Linked DNA regions of Mus musculus: region 1 is linked to region 2. The links are chromatin contacts, called in public ChIA-PET maps. All regions are on one chromosome and are shown on one strand. The core of a region is the stretch at or near the end of the contact, and the rest is flanking DNA. Distances in the headings are between cores, read along the strand shown. Region 1 has its middle 42 kb from the start of Gm33592. Region 2 overlaps Pip4k2a (phosphatidylinositol-5-phosphate 4-kinase, type II, alpha).

Region 1 (5,877 bases), core at 676-3,175, 110 kb before region 2:
CTGTCTGACCCTAGAATTGTTAGTTCAATAACTGCATTATGCTCCCATTTCCATCCTATGGAAACTGATATTATCTGTCATTAGCCATAACACTTCTTAATTATTAAATCTATATTGTAAAGATAAGTAGTTAATAAGTATATATAATAATATATAGATAATTAATAATAATAAGTATAGTTAGTAATACTAACTATACTTTCCTGAGAGAACCTGTCATTGTAAAATGGCATTTTTCCAACTTTGGGTAGAAAAGTGACCTTCTGAAAAAATAAAATCATAGTATTGGTAGATAATTCAACAAAAATAAACAAACAACAACAAAAACCAAATCTCTGGTGGGTCTTGCCAGTTTTTCTTTGAACTGATGAATTCTAGAATTCAAGCATGTACAACGTGTTTTGTACAATGTCTGCTAGATGTGATGACTGAAGTTTTGCCAACGCCGGTGCTTCATCTCCTGGAGCAGCAGGGATATGCTCTACCATTTTGCTCAGTCATAAGTTGGTTTTAACAAACAAAATGAGAAGAAAAAAGTTTTAAAGCAATTGGAATTAGAATTGAATCATATAATGTCAAGGAATTATCATTAACTTATTAGGTGCAAAAATGGCATTATTATTTTAATGTAAAGTCCATAGGTTTTATGGAGAGTAGCAGGAGAAGGAGCTAAAAGGCACATCTTGCATTTCCTCTAAAGTCCAGGAAATTTCAAAAGCTGGAAAATAAAAAAGAAGAGACCATTTGGATTTTAAAATCTGGGTGATGAAATGAATGTGTTTGGACTTTCTCAAATGACGACATGCAAACGTTCAGTGTTCTGCCACCATAAGCTGGCACACTTTCTCTGTGAGAGCTTGAACGACTTGTTCTTCTGTAAAACGCGATACCATCATCTAATCTGTGTAATTTTTTGGTGGATAACATGAGATGCTTGGCGCCAGAGACTCATCTGGTCCATGTCAGTGTCCTTGTTTCCAACTCTTCTCCCACTATGTGTCATATGCAAATGTAAGCGGTAAGGTGGCCCATGGTAACGAATCAGTCTACCAAATGTGCTTTGAGGGGTCTTAAACAAACCTCTGCAGTGCAATTGTAGGACTCCATTTATAGAAATAACACATACAGAAACATGCTCACAGACCCCACTTGCATAGAGCTGAGCTAGGAAGTGATAATCATTTGAAAATGGTTCTTAAAATGCTGCTCTGTAATTTTTTAAAATTTTGCATCGTTTCAAAGTTCTATTAGTTGGTTTGACTATAAACATATTTCATAAATTAATATGCATGTGCAAATACAACTTGCCTGACACTATCAAAATACCTCAGCCTGTGTCATAGAGACATTGCTTAAATTTCCAATTAACACAATTTTACAGAAATCCCTTAAAGTCAAAACTGCTGCTGACAAAAACTTCAGCCACTTTGTAGCCAAAACACTGTATTTCTATATTAACATAAATAACCCATAGGCAGATGCACTCTTTTTATTTGTATAACTCTGAGGGTTATTAACGAAATAACAAAGAATTATGTCTAAACTAGACGGTCTTTGAAGCTTGATGAATCCCAGCTGTGAGGGATACTTGAAGAAGAATGAGTCAGAGACACCTCTTCACCAGCTTGCTCTCAGGTCACCCCGTTTTCGCTTACAGAAACTAAGGGTGATGCCTTAAAAGGCATTTATTCTGAGACTTTTACACAAGAGCAAATTCTGTGCCACGTGGATAGTTTAAAATTTTAATTAAGAGCAGACATTCATCATTTTCACTAGCACACAACTGTACTCAGACTAGTCTAAAGGGCAGTGGAACAATTTAATACGTTAAATCCTGTCAAAAATAACCTATCAAGGGGACGACAAAAAGGAACTCCAGCTTTGAAGCTTGAAAAAGAAACTTACTTCTCTGTGAGACGTCATCTGTCTTTAGGGTCTGTTTCATGTTTCTTCAAACGTTCCATGTCAGCCCTTCCCCATAGCAAGATTTGAGAGAGAATTATGCAATTTATTGCCATGCTTTAAGCGTGTTATCGTACTGTTGTGCCTGCTCAGGATCAAGAACCCCAAAAGACCACCAAGGCGCCGGTTCCAATGTGATCGCACTAGGCTCGTTTTTACGCAAGCTCAAACTTGGACTCTCTGCCGACCCCGATGCAGCAGGGCAGGAGAGTGAAGCCCCGAGCCCAGTTACAAGGAAGCTATAGAGGCAACCACATAAGCAAAGGAGTTTTCAACTTGGCACACATTTGATTGGAAGGCTATCATTGCCCTTTAAAATGAGTGGCTAGTGCTAGGGGCCAAACCATAAACCTAACTTCTGCTTTTCTCTTGATTGGTGGTTGTTAGGGAGTGACCTAGAGACTAGAGTTAGGTACAGGCTTGTTAGTTAACTCGAGTTTGACCTTAGATCAGGTTCTTTTAGATGGAGCCTGAACCCAAGATAGAGTTCATCTGGTCTCTCAATACTCTTCTCTTTGATAGTTTTGGACTGTTTTTGTTTTGTTTTGTTTTTCTGGAAACAGTAAGAAGATGACTCTGAGGTGGCAGGATTTACAGAAATAGAGACTAATAGGAGTACTGATGGGGGAGGGGGGTGGGGGAGGGGGTGGACCAGAAGGGGATGTAAAAAGAACATTTTGCTACTTTGAAAGCTACAACCTAAAAGCTTTGTGTTCTGAACACAGAAACAGGATGTGCACTCATGACAAATATCAGTAGGGTCCGTGAACTCTGCATCTAATACAGTTTGACTAAGTCTGATAGCTACATACAAGAAGAGAAGTCATATGTATTGAGTGTCTCTTTGGTGGCATGAAGTACAGCAGGGAGATGCTTTGCACACTTCTGCTTACATTATCTGCCCCATGAGGTAGTGCCTCTTTCTCAGTGCATAGATCAGGACATGGAGACTCAAAGGAATTGTGGAGTCAGTGTTCCTACAGCAGAACTTGGTTTGCTGTAGCAGCAAGGATCTGGGCTCTCTGTGGCTTCCCAGTTGATCAAAGGCAGAGAAAGGACTGTGGGATGATCCTGTCCATTGAAGACTTTTAAGCCATAAATTAATGGGGACCAGTGAAGAAATGTCTCCAAACGACATAGACACAGCAGTTAGGAACTTGGGTGAGATAGCTTTAACCACACATCAAACATCTGGATCCAGTGCTCTTCATCTCCATGTGGCTCTTAGTGTTGAGATGCTGACAACAGCTAAGAAGTTGAATATTCACACAAACCTACAGAGAGCTAAACACACACACACACACACACACACACACACACACACACACACACACACACACATACACACACACACACACACACACACACACACACACTGATGGTTTGGGGGTCTTTAAATCCTCCCCCATCTTAGGCAAGAACATATTCTTGTATGCCAGTAAAGGACTCTTCAGATGCCCCTTGGGTACTTGGTAAACACAAATTGTCTCAGGGTTAACCACTGTGATGGCACAATCTTGGACTGCATCCATCAGTGGTGAGTATTCCCTAGGATCCTGGATGGTGAGTTCACTCGTGTCAAGCCAATCCATCAGAAAGAACAAAAACAAACAAAAAAAATTGTGTTGGCATGGAAAATCTATGGCATTATCCCATCCATTGGAGATCTGGGCAATGCACAAGGAACTAGTATTTATTTTATTTTTACCCATCAGATGAAATATATCTTAATTATTGTGTGTAATTTGGGGTCAGATGAGACTGGACAGTTATGAGACTCAAAGCCTGAGAGAACCACAACCTTCAGTCATCAAGTCAACCTCTATTAAAGGGGAAGGAGGTTGTAAGCAGAACAGGAACCTCACTACCCACCAGCAACTGTCTTTCCCTACAAAATGAGATGCTCTGAGAAAAGCCCAGTAGAGAAGTGAAGCAGTAGCTACTCAAGATAGCTACTGGGAGAATGTAAAGGGTTTCTTCTGTATGGAAGGGGCTGCCTGTGGATAAGGTGAGGTTCTTCAGCCCGCTAAGCAGGGATCAAGCACAGTCTGAGGTTAGACAGGGGGTGGGGCATAGACAGGGCATTTTAGGACACTGGCACTCATGATAAATTAGCTTTCTCTGGCCCTTGTTACTTCCTTTCTATGTTTTCATAATGCAGTATTTATTAGTTAATATTACAGACTCAGCAAGGTAATTTCTATTTGGGAACTGCTACCAATTTGCTCTGAAAATTGAAGAACGCCTCTCTGAGACTTAATGAAACTTCCTCAGTCTTTTTTTTTTTTTTAATTTGGATATGTTCTTTATTTAAATTTCAAATGTTATCCTCTTTCCCAGTTCCCCCACCCCCTATCACATCCTCCCTCCCCATGCTTCTATGAGGGTAATTCCTCCACCCACCCACCCTCTCCCACCTCCCCGCTCTTGATTACCCTAATGGGGCATCTATCGAGCCTTCATAGGACCAAGGAACTCTCCTCCCATTGATGCCTGACAAGGCCATCTTCTACTGCACATGCAGCTGGAGCCATGTGTACTCCTCACTTGTTGGCTTAGTCCCTCGAAGCTCTTGGGGGTCTGGTTGGTTGATATTGTAGTTCTTCCTGTGGGATTGCAAACCCCTTCAACTCCTTCAGTCCTTTCTCTAACTCCTCTATTGGGTACCCTATTCTCAGTCCAATGGTTGGCTGTGAGCATCTGTCTCTGTATTTGTAAGGCTCTGGCAGGACCCCTCAGGAGACAGCCATATCAGGATCCTTTCAGCATGCACTTCTTAGCATCCACAATAGTGTCTGGGTTTGGTAACTGTGTAGGGCATGGATCCCCAGGTGGGACAGTCTCTTCATGGCCTTTCCTTCAGTCTCTGCTCTACACTTTATCTCCATATTTGCTCCTGTGAGTATTTTGTTCTCCTTCTAAGAAGGACCAAAGCATCCACACTTTGGTCTTCCTTCTTCTTGAGCTTCATGTGGTCTGTGAATTGTATCTTGGTTATTTGGAGCTTTTGGGTAATATCCACTGATCAGTAAGTATATACTATGTGTGTTCTTTTATGATGGGGTTACCTCACTCAGGATATTTTCTAGTTCTACTGGCTGGTTTTGTGTGTCAACTTGACACAGGCTGAAGTTATCACAGAGAAAAGAGTTTTAGTTGAGGAAATGCCTCCATGAGATGGAGCTGTAAAGCATTTTCTAAATTAGTGATCAAGGGTGGGGAGGGCCCCTTGTGGGTGGTACCATCTATGGGCTGGTAGTCTTGGGTTCTGTAAGAAAGCAAGCTGAGCAAGCCAGGGGAAGCAAGCCAGTAAGTAACATCCCTCCATGGCCTCTGCATCAGCACCTGCTTCCTGACCTGCTTGAGATCCAGTCCTGACATCCTTTGGTGATAGACAGCAATTTGGACATTTAAATGGAATAAACCCTTTCCTCCCCAATTTGCTTCTTGGTCATGATGTTTGCATAGGAATCAAAACTAAGACGCTAATTCTATCTATTTGCCTAAGAATTTCATGAATTCATCATTTTTAATAGCTGAGTAGTACTCCATTGTGTAAATGTACCACATTTTCTGTATCCATTCCTCTGTTGAAGGACATCTGGGCTCTTTCCAGCTCCTGGATATTATAAATAAGGCTGCTATGAACATAGTGAAGCATGTGTCCTTATTAAAAGTTGGAGCATCTTCTGGGTATATGCCCAGGAGTGGTATTGCTGGATCTTCTGGTAGTACTATGTCCAATTTACTGAGGAACCGCCAGACTGATTTTCAGAGTGGTTGTACCAGCTTGCAATCCCTCCAGCAATGGAGGAATGTTCCTCTGTCTTCATATCCTCACCATCATCTGCTATCACCTGAGTTTTTGATGTCAGCCATTCTGACTGGTGTGAGGTGAAATCTCAGGGTTGCTTA
Region 2 (5,838 bases), core at 2,919-5,418:
CAAAACAGAACATGACATAGCACACACTAGGTGCAAAGAGGGCCGCACTCATTGAGGATCAGCAGTTCATAGAGAAGATAGATGTACTTTTGGTTTGGCTCTCCCAGGAGGGTAACACCCATCACTTGGTGTCAGAATTGATGATGTCTCTTGCAGCCCCTTGTGACCCCTCCCATGGAACTTTCCAGTGGAACACTGCAACACTACATAAAAAAAAAAAAAAAGACTGTGCCCTTAAGACCAGCAGAGGAGCCAAAAAAAAAAAAAAACCAGAATTCTTGACTTAAAATAATGTCCCATTGGAATGGCTGGGGAGTGGTGTAACTGTAGTCCACCTGTAAGTAAGTACGAGGTACAGATGCATGCTGGGATATTTCCTGCCCACCCAGTCTTGTTTATGTTTCATAAATGATTGCTGAGCACCCACTCATTTCCACGTTTTGGAGAAAGTTTTCAAGGAGATAAACCAAGCTACAGAATTGCTTACAACATGAGTTCAGCCATCTGTAGACTTCTTAAAGGTGCCAAAGCCTAGAAACAAATACACCCAGAAGATAAGCAGTCACTTCTGCTCTTTATATTTTACCTGCATTTTCGAACAAAACAAAGACCACGCAGCTGTGAACCTGTGAAAAGATCAGCCTGCATTAGAAGCCTGGAACATTAGGCTTCTACAGGGCCGGGTCTAGAAGGCACGGCAACTGTCACAAGTGAGGTTTTAGCCTAGAAAATCTCCATGTGGACACACGGAAGCAGTGACTTGTGTATTGAAATAAGAACTTAGGCGTCCCTGAGAATCTCTGGAACCATTATCAGTATTGATCCAGGCTTTACTTTCCACTTGGTAGGTACCTCCCTCCTTGCCCCTATCCCCAAACCTGTCATCCTTTCTTCTCTCCGTTGAGGCACTAGCTCTCTTCTGTTTCTGTATTTTCCTCTAGTAGACCCCATGATCCACGTTTGCCATACATTTATTTAGATTTGACAGATGTCACCCCACAAGCTTTCTTTCAAATCTCCTATAATACCTTGTGATACCACATTATAATTCCCAATTAAAATCAGGAAGACTGACCAGAGCATGTGGGATTGCAAGTTCAAGGACAGCCTGGGCTACCTCATGAGGCCTATCTACAGCCTAACTACATAGTGGGATCTTGTTAGAAAAGATGAAAAGATACTGCATTGTGGTCTGAAAAATCTCACCCTTGCTGCCTCACTTCTGAGGAAAGGCTTGGGCAGAGCAAGCAGGAAGGTCGCATCCTGCTGGAAATTACATGCCTAACCACCCATGGATGCTTTAAAACTTGCAAGAGTTTGCTTCTTAGACACAACCAATTCTGTTCAGTCTCATAAGCGACCTCCATTCCCGCTACCTTTTATAATGGTGGCATATGAGGGATGCAAAGGCCAGTTATAGGCCAGCCTGGGCTACATAGACCTTGCCTTCAACACAAATAAATAATGAAATAAAACCTTTTCATTTAGGCTCGGGTTAAGAAACCATTCTTAGATAATGTTAAGGAGTCTCATTTTGGGATTATTGTCTGCCCCCAGACTCTGTGTTCTCACACCTTTCTCCTTCCCCATTATGTTTTTGAAAGTGAGCGCTGAGTTTTCCATTTTCTTAAGAATTAATCCTCTCCCAGGACAAAGCTCAGTAAGGGTGGAGTGACCAGCCTCGAGGAAATAAAGTCATTCATTCTCCAGGAACATTGTCCTAGCCTCTCTGGAAATAATTATGCGATTCAGTTTTCCTGAAAATTTTACTATAGCATCTGTTTTCACAATTAAGTTGGAATTATTAATGGCCTTGGGCATCTGTGCCCAGCAAAATCATTTACCATTCCAGAAACCCTCACTGTGGGGTTTCCCTTCCTGCTTATTATTATATCATGGCTGGGCAGCAGGCGGGAACACCGTCTCACTCACCCAGAAGCCAGTTGCTTCTTCAGAGTTGCTTCAGAGGTGCTTCTTGGGCACCTCTGAAACCACAGCTGTTTCCCCTTCATGTGAATTCTGACCCACAGATCTTGGGAATTCAGGTGAGTCTGGTGCTGTGGAGCTTAGCTGCAATCACAGCACTTGGGAGGCTGGTACAATAGCGTTCTGGAGACACAGATTCGAAACCAGTCATGGCACAGTAGTGAGACCTCGTCTCAAAGCCAGACACTGGAAATGTCAAACCAACAAGAGCCAGTCTGGGTGAAAATTTCCGTAACACATGATCTTGGGGCAAGATCACCACATGGTGCTGTAACCCACTGGACTGTGGGCGACAGGGCCCAGTTGCGTTCCTGTCCCTTCCTTTCACTGTGGACAGTTGTATCTGTGGCATGTAATGCAAGAGAAGAAGGTGACCTGACAGCCAGTGCTGCCGAAGGGAGATCAGAAAGAGCTGTGTAGGAGCTCAAGAGCAGATGTTCTCATCACTGTGGCCTGGGGGCTGAGGGGTCCTCAGTGGAGGGCTGGGACCAAGGGAAGGAAATGGCTTCCCTCGGGATGGAGAATTTGATCTTTTGACTTCCTTCATTCCTTATCACCCGCTCCGATGGCTGAGGCTTTCCCCTTTCCGTGCGTTCCTTCTTATCTCTTCCGGCAAACAGAAATGTCCGTGCAATGGCCCTGAGCTTAATTTACAACCCCAGGGATGGTCCTTGCTGGGACATGTTTTTTTTTGTTTTTAGTTGGAATTTTTATTTAACATAATGTTCACTGGACAAATACTATTTCCCAGTTCTCTGGGCTGCACACAAGTTTACCGGTCAGGAAGAGGGACTTTTTCCATGCTTAGTGTTAGTTAGTACACATTGACTGTTATAACAGTAATTATTATCATCAACTTAGGAAACGATATGCTTAGTGATTTTTTTTTTTAAATCACAGATAGTTAAACCTTCCAATATCGCTAATTTCTTAGAGTTACGGCAGCCACGTCATCACAAAGACATTGCTTCCCAGAAGTAGTTATCCCCTGGGATATCACAGTTACTGCATGGGATAGATAAGAATTGTCACGTGTAGCTTATAAACTCATGGATGCTAATTACTGCTTGTTAAGCACACATTTAAGCCCTGTGTCTCTGTGAGCTCAGTTATACAAGTCAGAGTCTATGGAGGAAAACTGACTTGACCCTCAGGCCCCCACATCTGTATGCATGCACACACACACACACATGCTCACACACATGAACAGTACATACGTAATGAACTACAGAGCATGCAAGACGTTTTTTGAGATCAGTACTGTGTAGATATACAAATGAAATGGTACTTAAATGAGAGAGAGGATGACTGAGACCAGAAACTCCTTAATCACCTCACTAACACTGAGGTGAGATCTGTCTTGTTTATAGACTGCTGCTGTGGTAAGTTCCGATGTTCCATGGGGAGGTGTGTAGGGCTGATCCTGTCTCCATTTTGTAATTGAGGAAACTGGGGCAGAAAAAGAACAGTATTCCAGTAAGGCATTTACAGCTGCCTGTAAATTCCCATGAGAGGTTGGAAATCGGAAAGTGCCATTTGTGCTGGAGGAATAGCCTAGAGAGGTTTGGGGCATCTTTAAAGCCAGGCGTGGTGGTCCACATCTGCGGGCCCCATGAGAGAATCAAAAGTTAGAGACTGCCTGAGCTACATGGTGAGACCTGGTCTCAACAAAACAAAAAGTGAGAAAGTAAACTTTAAACAAGAAAGAAACTTTTTTTTTGAGTGGGAAAAACACAGCCCAATGAGAAAGAGTCTTGCAGGCATTTATAGACCCATCTGATAAAGGAATACTGGAAAATATTAAATTATTCATAAGTTGCCTGATAACTAGTAAATAAATGCATGACGGAACATTTAGAATTTGGCACAGCCTTTGAGAAAAGCTATTAAACAAATGTATTGTGCGAGAACAAAAGGCTTTAGTGAAATTTTTACTCGGATAAATTGGATGACAGACAGCTAAACTCCCAACTAAAGCTACAAATGAACGTATCACAGTGATCTAATTAGTGAGTTATCTTATAGGGCCAGTTGACTTTAAAAATTATATTTTGAGGGAGCGAAGAGGCCTGGTTCTTGGAGGTGAGACGCTGCTGAGTGGGGCTTGCTTGCTGCCCCTGGGCAGATGGCATGTCCTCGGCCACACTCTGATCCCCACAGATAACCCTTCGGATTGCTTGCCTGCTGTTTGAAGACCGTGTTGCAATCTTTAGCCTTTATTGGGCAAATTGATCTCTTAAAGACATTGTGGTCTGGCAGGGCCACTTCTTGTTCATTAGGTCTGAAGTGTGTTTTAAATAGCTACATTCAATTAGACTCGCCACCTGAGAGCACGAGAAGAAAATGTGCCTCTTGCAGACCACAGGAGCAGGGGGAGGCTTTGTGTTGGATTGTGGTTAATCTGCCGTCTGCACTTCCTGGACAGAAACTGCTTAAGTAAAGAGCACGTGTTGGGGTTTCTTCCATAAAAATCAAAGTTCTGTGTGAAGTAACAGGGCAGTCACATATTCATGACTAAATTTTTCATTCTGAGTGGAAATCCTGGGAGAAGATAATGCTTATTATCTAGAGCCTGTGGTTAAATATTTTCAAAGACGCTTATAAAAATTGGGATAGGAGGAATAAGAGAAAGAAGCTGCCCCATGGGGTGGGGACACCTCTCTTTGGTGGGATCTTTGAGAAGGCTATAATAACCTAAGGCTCAGGTAATACCCGGGCTAAAAGTACACGCAGAGCGAGCGCCCACACCATAGAGGGTTAAGGAATTCACCGTCTCTCCTACATTTTTAACTGTTAAGGTTTTTTGTTCTTTAAGTATTCTCTATGCTTCATGTCAATTGTTACACATTTAAATTTTTTTTTTCTTAACTTGTGTATCATAAAATGGAATCTTTTTGAGGAGAAGGGAAACAAATACTAGATAACCCCCTGGATCATGTGATGTGACTGTGGAGAGGGGCCAACAGGAAGAGCAGGCCTGGCCACAGTTTTCCAGGAAGGCTTTGAGGATGAAGGGAATCCGATCTCAGCAGTCCTGAGGGTGTGCAGTCTCCCAGGGGGATTGTGGAGGGCTGTGGGTTAGGGGCCTTCAGGAGGAAAGCTGTGCCTTCAATGGCTTCCTTGGAATTTTTATTTTCTGTGTGTTTTTCCTAGAACATCACTCTTCTTTCCACATGTGGTAATTGTTGTCCCTTCCTTAGCCCTCTGCCCCAGGCCTGATGCTGGATCTTCCTGCGGCATCCTGGCAGTGCTGTTGAGAGAACTCCAAAGGGTCCTCATGGTCCCACATGAGTTCATGTTTTCATGGGGTCACTTACGGATTGCTTCATGCTCTTTCTATGGACCAGATGAGCAGAAAATCTCCACCATCCCCTGTGTCTGCTAGGGGTGTGTCTCTTAGTACCTGAGACAAAAGTGAGGAATGTGGTGGTGGGAGGAAGAGTTCTGGGCCAGCTGTCACCCAGCCATCTGATCTTCCTGTTGAATGTGGGCTACAGTAGCAGTTACAGTGGCAACATTGGTTTTCCCCTGCACAGGGTCTAGAGCAGATGCGTCTCCCACAGGGTGTACAGCAGGAGGCTGCCTGTCACTACCTCCTACTGCCTCCCTTGCCTTTCATTTTCTTATCTGTGTGTGTGCTTCCACTCCATCCCTGCTGCTTCTCATAAAATAATGACGTGTTTACTTTAAGACAGAGCAGGAAATACACATTGCCATTTAGATATGAAATTATCTGGAAAGACTTAGAATCTTATTGTCCTGCCCCCTGCTGTGCTGCTGAAGTCCCCTGTGGCCTCTTCCTTACTGCGTTCTCCTGCTCTCCCTTCTCTGCTCCCATGAGATAATTAATAA

The links. ChIA-PET counts read pairs in DNA pulled down with a chosen protein or histone mark.
Region 1: an RNA polymerase II ChIA-PET map of memory CD8 T cells shows a contact between it and region 2, with 37 read pairs. The contact joins two enhancer-like sites. A contact is called at or near these places in 1 of 484 Hi-C or Micro-C datasets (LSK cells), 4 of 115 datasets of contacts at active chromatin or transcription factors (bone marrow-derived macrophages, double positive thymocytes, memory CD8 T cells and 1 more) and 1 of 9 other capture datasets (embryonic stem cells).

Annotation. Positions count from the first base shown.
Region 1 is chr2:19,046,374-19,052,250 of GRCm38.p6, reverse strand. No RefSeq gene overlaps it. Among named protein-coding and RNA genes, the nearest start is that of Gm33592, 42 kb to the right of the region's middle. Within about 2 kb of position 1,925, at least 66 of the 459 cell types and tissues checked have an H3K27ac peak or open chromatin away from gene starts, as enhancers often do. A contact at or near this core is called in bone marrow-derived macrophages and memory CD8 T cells, where this site is marked.
Region 2 is chr2:18,937,566-18,943,403 of GRCm38.p6, reverse strand. The region is part of intron 1 of Pip4k2a (phosphatidylinositol-5-phosphate 4-kinase, type II, alpha); the gene reads left to right. Among named protein-coding and RNA genes, the nearest start is that of Pip4k2a, 58 kb to the left of the region's middle. Within about 2 kb of position 4,168, at least 57 of the 459 cell types and tissues checked have an H3K27ac peak or open chromatin away from gene starts, as enhancers often do. A contact at or near this core is called in bone marrow-derived macrophages and memory CD8 T cells, where this site is marked.